Regions from separate parts of the Sus scrofa genome. Here region 2 is linked to region 1. The links are chromatin contacts, called in public HiChIP or PLAC-seq maps. All regions are on one chromosome and are shown on one strand. The core of a region is the stretch at or near the end of the contact, and the rest is flanking DNA. Distances in the headings are between cores, read along the strand shown.

Evidence for each region. HiChIP or PLAC-seq counts read pairs in DNA pulled down with a chosen protein or histone mark.
Region 2: a contact with region 1 is called in an H3K27ac HiChIP or PLAC-seq map of alveolar macrophages. The contact joins the promoter of ZNF605 here to the promoter of ZNF10 in region 1. A contact is called at or near these places in 1 of 5 promoter capture datasets (liver), 4 of 47 Hi-C or Micro-C datasets (heart right ventricle, liver and skeletal muscle) and 2 of 2 datasets of contacts at active chromatin or transcription factors (alveolar macrophages and skeletal muscle).

The regions. Positions count from the first base shown.
Region 1 is chr14:22,501,139-22,504,590 of Sscrofa11.1, forward strand. It overlaps ZNF10 (zinc finger protein 10), which reads right to left and starts at 1,508. Exons shown (of 5, transcript XM_021072890.1): 1 at 1,302-1,508. ZNF891 (zinc finger protein 891) reads left to right here and starts at 1,600. Exons shown (of 2, transcript XM_021072903.1): 1 at 1,600-1,770.
Region 2 is chr14:22,612,467-22,615,918 of Sscrofa11.1, forward strand. It overlaps ZNF605 (zinc finger protein 605), which reads left to right and starts at 1,613. Exons shown (of 6, transcript XM_013990316.2): 1 at 1,613-1,703.

The sequences.
Region 1 (3,452 bases), core at 258-2,757:
AACACTGGATCCTTAACCCATTGATCGAGGCCAGAGATGAAACCCACATCCTCATGGATATTAGTTGGGTTTGTTACCACTGAGCCATGACGGGAACTCCAAGGGACAATTTTAATTGAAACGAGAGGAGATTAGTCAGGTCATAGAGAAAAATTAGTGTAATGTTGAGGTGGTTTAAAAAAGGGCAGGAAAGGGTTGTGTATTTCCCAGGTGGTTAACTTGCCAACATCTCTAACATGAAAGAGGCTTTTTAGCTAGCATATTGGATGATAACCCATCTTCCCTTCTATTTCCTTTTTTTTCTTTAACAATATATTCTGTATGTGCAGTGTAGGTATAATTTAAATTCTTCACCTTCTTCATATACTTTCGATAGGACCCATGTAATTTTGATGTCAACCTTCTCTTCTGGCATTTATTCTAGATGTTAACGTACAAAGTTGATTGGTTTAACTACTCCAGTGTCAAGGGAAAATAAAAACATATTATGAGCTGTCTATGAAAAACAAAAATGGGTTAAACACAAACACACCTCCAGTTAATCTACTTGATATAAAAATAAATAACAAGCAAATGAAGATCAGGAAGCTAGGAGCTGGAGATGCAGTTTGTTTCTTTTAAAGAGTACACACAAACCCACTCAATCTTAAAACACTGGAAATATTGATAACACTAACTGATAAATTTTGAGGAAAATAATGTCAAAGTAATTTCATTAAGTGAAAATTTTTTTTAAATGAGTATTTTTAGACTAGACGAAGAAATAGAAAACGATCCGCCCCTTGTGGCCACCAAGTTTATTTAAAGTAGACCTACTTCAATGTTTGCAGCATATAACTTCTATAACATCCGCCAGTTAAAGCCGGTAGTACATATACGTACTTTTTAAAGCCAGTACGACCACGATGGAATATAAGACATTCCCTGTTCCTACGCTAACAAAAATGAGCATAATCACGTTCAGCAGCCGCTGGAAAGGGCATACTCAAATTTTTAAACATCTAGTCCCAATTGGGAAAGAAAAGGTAAACCGGAATATGAGAACGTTATTCTGCATCGCTGAGAACAAGCGGTTCAAATTCCGCACCACCTCCCGGCACATTCCAGTACTAGGGTCCTGTCCCACTAACGCGACGGCGGGAACTCCTGGGCACCAGGGTACACCCAGGCCGGGGGGGCGAAAGTCAGAGAAAAAAAACCACTTGCCGGTGAAACGACCGCCGGCCCAGAACGACGAGGTTAACAAACAGGGGTACAACGTCTCGGAGAAGCGAGCACGAAACCGGCCCTTTCGTGCGTACCTGCGATCAGCACCCGGAGGCTCCGCACCTGGGAGATCCGGGGCGGGGACGACGCCGTCACAATGGCAGGGGCCGCAGCCGGCGCGCTCCGGACTAGGCCTCCACGCCCCGCGCAGTCCAGAACCGGCGGCCGCTGCGCCCTCCCACCCGGCCTCCTAGCGCCCACGCCCTCCCCACGCCGCGTCCCACGCCGCGTCCGGCCCTCGCTCACACGCACGCGCACGCGTCCCTGCCAATCACGACCCGCGAGCTGAGCAAGCCTTGACGCAGGGCGCAGACTCGCTTCTCCGGGCGGCGCAGGGGCTGCTGGGAGATGTCGTCCAGGTTCTTTCCCCACCAGCGGCGAGTGCGCGGCCTGTACCCCTCCTCACGATCCGGGCCTGGTTCCTCCGCCTTCCCCGGGAGCTCTCCCTACTTGCCCACGGCGGCTCGGTAGTTCCGACCCGAGAGACAGGTACCCCGGGGACAGGTGAGCGCATAGCTTAGGCGCGTGGAGGTAGAGGAAACGTGGAAGGGTGAGGGGTGAGGAGAGCTTAGGCTCCCGCGCGGTAGTCGGGCTTGAGTCCCCCAAGGTGGGGGGCGCCTGCCTGAAGGGGGCGGTGAGAGGGTGGCCTTGGCGGAGGCTGGCTTCCTTGCCTGGAGCGCGGAAAGAAGGAGGCTGGAGCTGGGGTTTGACCTCACTCTGTGAGCAAGAGGAGCAGCGATACTTTTTACCTTGCCCAGGAACTTTTCTTGAATCTTTCTTAACCTTGGTCAACTAAAAAAAAAAGCATAACCTAAAAGTTGAGAATTGTGTTTTATTCCGCAAACTTTATGAGTACGTAAGCCCAGGGTACAGCATCTCAGATTGGTCCCAGGGGCAGAAGAGGTAAGGGAGGAGCCTGGATATATAGGGGTTTTTGCAGCAAAGACCCAGTAGTCAAAATATCAAAAGATTTCTACTAATTAAGGAAAAGCTGACATCTGAAATTTCACATATTTAGCCCTTTTCTATGTAAGATGTAAGAGTCTGGGTTCACTGAAATCATTCCTTTTATTTGCATCTTGACTGTCTAGGACCAGTGTCCTGTGTTTCTCCATCCTGAATCCCCCCAGGGTGCACCTTGGGGGTGGACAGCTGCAGTGGCTGATGGCATGCTGGCTGCAGGACCTTTGTTTGTTAGTATGACAGACTGTCATTCTATGTCCAGAGCACCTCTTTTTGGTCATTAATTCAGTCAGTGTTTGGGAGCGTTTCATGACTGGTTTTGTCCCACAGCACTAGGAAAGCTCATTCCTAACTAGATCAGGCAAAGATTTCTGTTGATAGGCCATTAGATGTGCTGAATTTTTTTTTCTTTTTTTTCTTTTTTTTTTTTTTTTTTTTTGATTAGGCCCTGTTGGTAATCTCAAATTCTGTAGATCGGCTTGTCTAACTAGTTTATTACTTTTTTTTTTTTTTTTTTGCCTTTTGCGGCGGCACCCACAGCATATGGAGGTTCCCAGGCAAGGGGTCTAATTGGAGCTACAGCTGCTGGCCTACACCACAGCAACAGCAATGCCAGATCCAAGCTGTGTCTGTGACCTATACCACAGATCATGGCAACACCAGAGCCTTAACCTACCGAGCGAGGCCAGGGATCAAACCCACTACCTCATGGTTTCTAGTCAGATTCATTTCCACTGCGCCATGACAGGAACTCCCATTAGTTTATTACAATTTTTCTGTTGTAATATTTTCTGTTGAGATATTTTCCGTTGTTGTTTCTAACCATGTTTAGAGTTGTACTTTTTTTTTTTTTCTTTTTGCCTTTTCTAGGGCCGCTCCTGCAGCATATGGAAGTTCCCAGGCTAGGGGTCAAATCAGAGCTGTAGCTTCCCGCCTACGCCAGAGCCACAGCAACACGGGATCCAAGCTGCGTCTGCAATCTACACCACAGCTCACGGCAACGCCAGATCCTTAACCCACTGAGCAAGGCCAGGGACCGAACCTGCAACCTCATGGTTCCTAGTTGGATTCGTTAACCACCGTGCCACAACGGGAACTCCCTAGAGTTGTACTATTAAAATTATTCTATTAGAGTTATAAATATGATTAACTGTCTTGAGGCACCATTAATTTTGTTGGAGGTCTTGGTAACACATTGGGTAATGCAAAAGACTACAATCTTA
Region 2 (3,452 bases), core at 363-2,862, 110 kb after region 1:
TTTATCAAGTCCAGAAATGTGTGAGAAAAAAAGAATGTATACATGTATGTGTGACTGGATCATCTTGCTGTGCAGCAGAAAATTGACACAATACTGTAAAATAGCTATAATGGAAAAAAATAAAAATCATTATAAAATAAAATAAAATGTATGTGAAATAAAAGTCCAGAAATGGCTTCTACTTGTTATGATATATATTTCAATGTATTGCTTGGTTCCATTTGCTATTTTTTCAGAATTTTCACATAAATATCATAACTAAGACTACTTTAAAGTTGTTTTTTTTATTTATTTTTTCTTTTTAGGGCCACACCCACCACATATGAAGTTCCCAGGCTATGGCTCGAATCAGACATAGGGCTGCCTGTCTACGCCACAACCACAGAAACGCAAGATTGGAACAGAGTCTGCAAATCTACAACACAGCTCACTGCAACGCCCTTTCCTTAACCCAGGAATCAAACTTGCATGCTCATGGATCCTAGCCAGCTTTATTACCATTAAACCACGATGGGAACCCCTTTATTTATTTATTTATTTAGTCTTTTAGCCTTTTCTTGAGCTGCTCCCATGGCACATGGAGGTTCCCAGGCTAGGGGTCTAATCGGAGCTGTAGCCACTGGTCTATGCCAGAGCCATATAGCTACGCGGGATCCGAGCTGTGTCTTGGACCTACACTTCAGCTCATGGCAATGCCAGATCCTTAACCCACTGAGCAAGGCCAGGGATCGGATCGGCAACCTCATGGTTCCTGGTTGGATTTGTTAACCACTGAGCCACGATGGGAACTCCGGGAACTCCTTTTTTTAAAATTTACCTTTGGTTATGGTATAGCTATTTGCTATCTTTGTGTGAAGAAAAGGGTTCTGCAAAAACAAACAAACAGGGTTCTGTCCAGATTTTTCCTGAATTTTTTTGGTAAGACTATATCCTTTGATAACGTGGAAGATTCACCAATTAAAACGTATTGCCAAAAGCATTTTAAACAACTGCTTTAAGTCTATAACAAATATCTTCTTTATTACCTAACTATTCCTTTAAGTAGTGTACTTTCTTAGGTTTGAAATTTAATAACTTAATGCACAGAGTTATTATATATAATTAAGCAATATATTCTTTCACAATTTTTTTTGTTGTTGTTCTTTATGGCTAATTCTGTTTTTTATCACTAATTGTTTGCTGTTTCTCCCCACTTTTGGATAAAAATCTCTAGTATGTTTTTTTTATTTTACTTAAAAAATCTGATTTATCAAGTTCAATTTTTTTCTATTTTGCCTCCTCAATTTCTGTTTTAATTTTCATTAATTTTCTTCTCTTTCCATAATTATACTTTGTTTCTCCCTAGATGTCTCATTTCATCTATTGTCATTCTTTTTGTTGGCACTGTTGTATAGGAGGCACTAAAACTTACCTATATTACTTTGATTTTATAAATTACTTTGCTCTATGCTCAAAAATGGCAAGGACGGTGAACACATTTTGAGCGGGCAGAGCCGGCTACAACCCACTGTCTGGAACAAGCTCCCCCAGGCAGGTGAAGTGGGGCTTTGCAAAAGGAAACCTCAAACCTGTCGATCGTGGAGGCGCGCCACAGAGTCCCCTGGGAAATGTAGTTCTAAACCGAGTGGGACTCTGGGAAATGTGGTTCCGCGCAGCCGCTTCCTCGGCCCGGCTGAGTCTGCCTCAGGGCTGTGGGCCAGCGGGTAAGCGTGTGCGGCTGGGGTTGGGTGCGGGACGGCGCGGCTCTAGCCTCTTCGTCCAACCCGGGCCTGTGCTGACCCCAGCGCGGACCGGCTCCGGAACCGGGCGCGAAGCAGGCGCGGATCCCGGTCCAGGTGGGGGTGAGGCTGGAGGGGTGGTGGTCCGCGGCGGAGTAGCCGTGGGGGCCGTGTGGGAAGGGAGCGGTGGGGGGCGGGGCGTGGGCGGCTGGAGCGCGGAGGCAGGAGGGAGCCGGAATTTGCTGGGCAGCGTTTGGAGGACTGGGGGGGGTCTGTAGGGGTGGGGGGGCGGTGATTGTGGGATTCGGGAGGGAGATTTGGGAGTCAGTGTTAAGGCTTCCCGTGGTGGTGGGTGATGAGGGATCTGTGAAGGGGAACTGTGGAGCTTTTAATGTGAGAACGCTGGAGAGTCGGAATGTTGGAATGTCTGTGAAAATCTATACCGAGGTTTGAGAGAAGTGAGTAGTTACGAAGCCGGTGGAGGAAACTAATTGGGTGATGGGGGCCTCTGCGAGGGACTTTTGAGGGGAGTCCTAGACTTGGGGGTCAACAGCTCTGGGAGTGAGGCAGCCCGGGAGGTTGCCCTCTGTGTGGGGTGAGTGTGTGCGTTAGAGACGTAGGTTGAGAGATGTTTGTAGGAATAATTAAGACACCAGTTCCTACTGCATAGCACAGTAAACTATATCCAATCTCCTGGGATAGATCACGATGGAAAATAGTATAGGAAAAGAAAAACAGAATGCACATATATGTATGAGTGGGTAGCTTTGCTGTACAGCAGAAATTTGGCACAATTTTGTAAATTAACTATACTTTAAAGAAATTTAAAAATTTAAAATTTCTTTAAAAACATACACAAACACAAAGACTCTAATGGTCTCTGATTTGGGTGCCTTTGGGTTGGCAGTTGGGCCTGATGGAATGAATGATCAGGCCCTGAGGGTCTGTTTGGGGGCATTTAGAGGGCTCAAAATGGTAGGACTGAGGATTTCATTAGCAGGAAGCATTGCTGGTTGTGACATTGTTGGGTTTTACCTGAGCCCTGCTCTCCTGGAAAACAAGACAGTTAAGAAATCTCTCTGGAGTTCCCATCGTGGCTTAGTGGTAACAAACCCAACTAGTATCCATGAGGATGCAGGTTTGATCCCTGGCCTTGCTTAGTGGTGCTGCAAAGAACCCCCTTCCCCACAGGACTCTCTTGTTTAACTATGACAAGGCCACAGGTAAATATACATCAGTCCCTCAAACTCTCGTCCTTTGCCTCATCAGTGATTAGCTGAACAGTTTGTCCCCACTGATCAAAATGCTTGTTAGCTAAACTTCGTTTAAGCTTCTCTCCTTCCCCAGTTCCCTGAACTTTGGTCCACCTGAAGCTTGAGCTGCTTACAGCTTTTCCTGAGAACTGTCCCCTCCTGAAAACTGGCCAACCTCTGGTAAATGTTCTCTGACCTACTGTCTGGTCACCACCCTGCCCTTTATTATTATTTTTTTTAGGACCACAAGTGTGGCATATGAAAGTTTCCAGGCTAGGGGTTGAATTGGATCTGTAGCTGCTGGCCTACACCACAGCCACAACACGCCAGATCTGGGCCACATCTGTGACCTACACCACAGCTCATGGCAATGCTGGATCCTTAACTCACTGAGCAAGGCCAGGGATCAAACCTGAGTCCTCATGGATACTAGTCAAGTTCATTTCCACTGAGCCATAACAGGAACTCCTTTTTTTGTTGT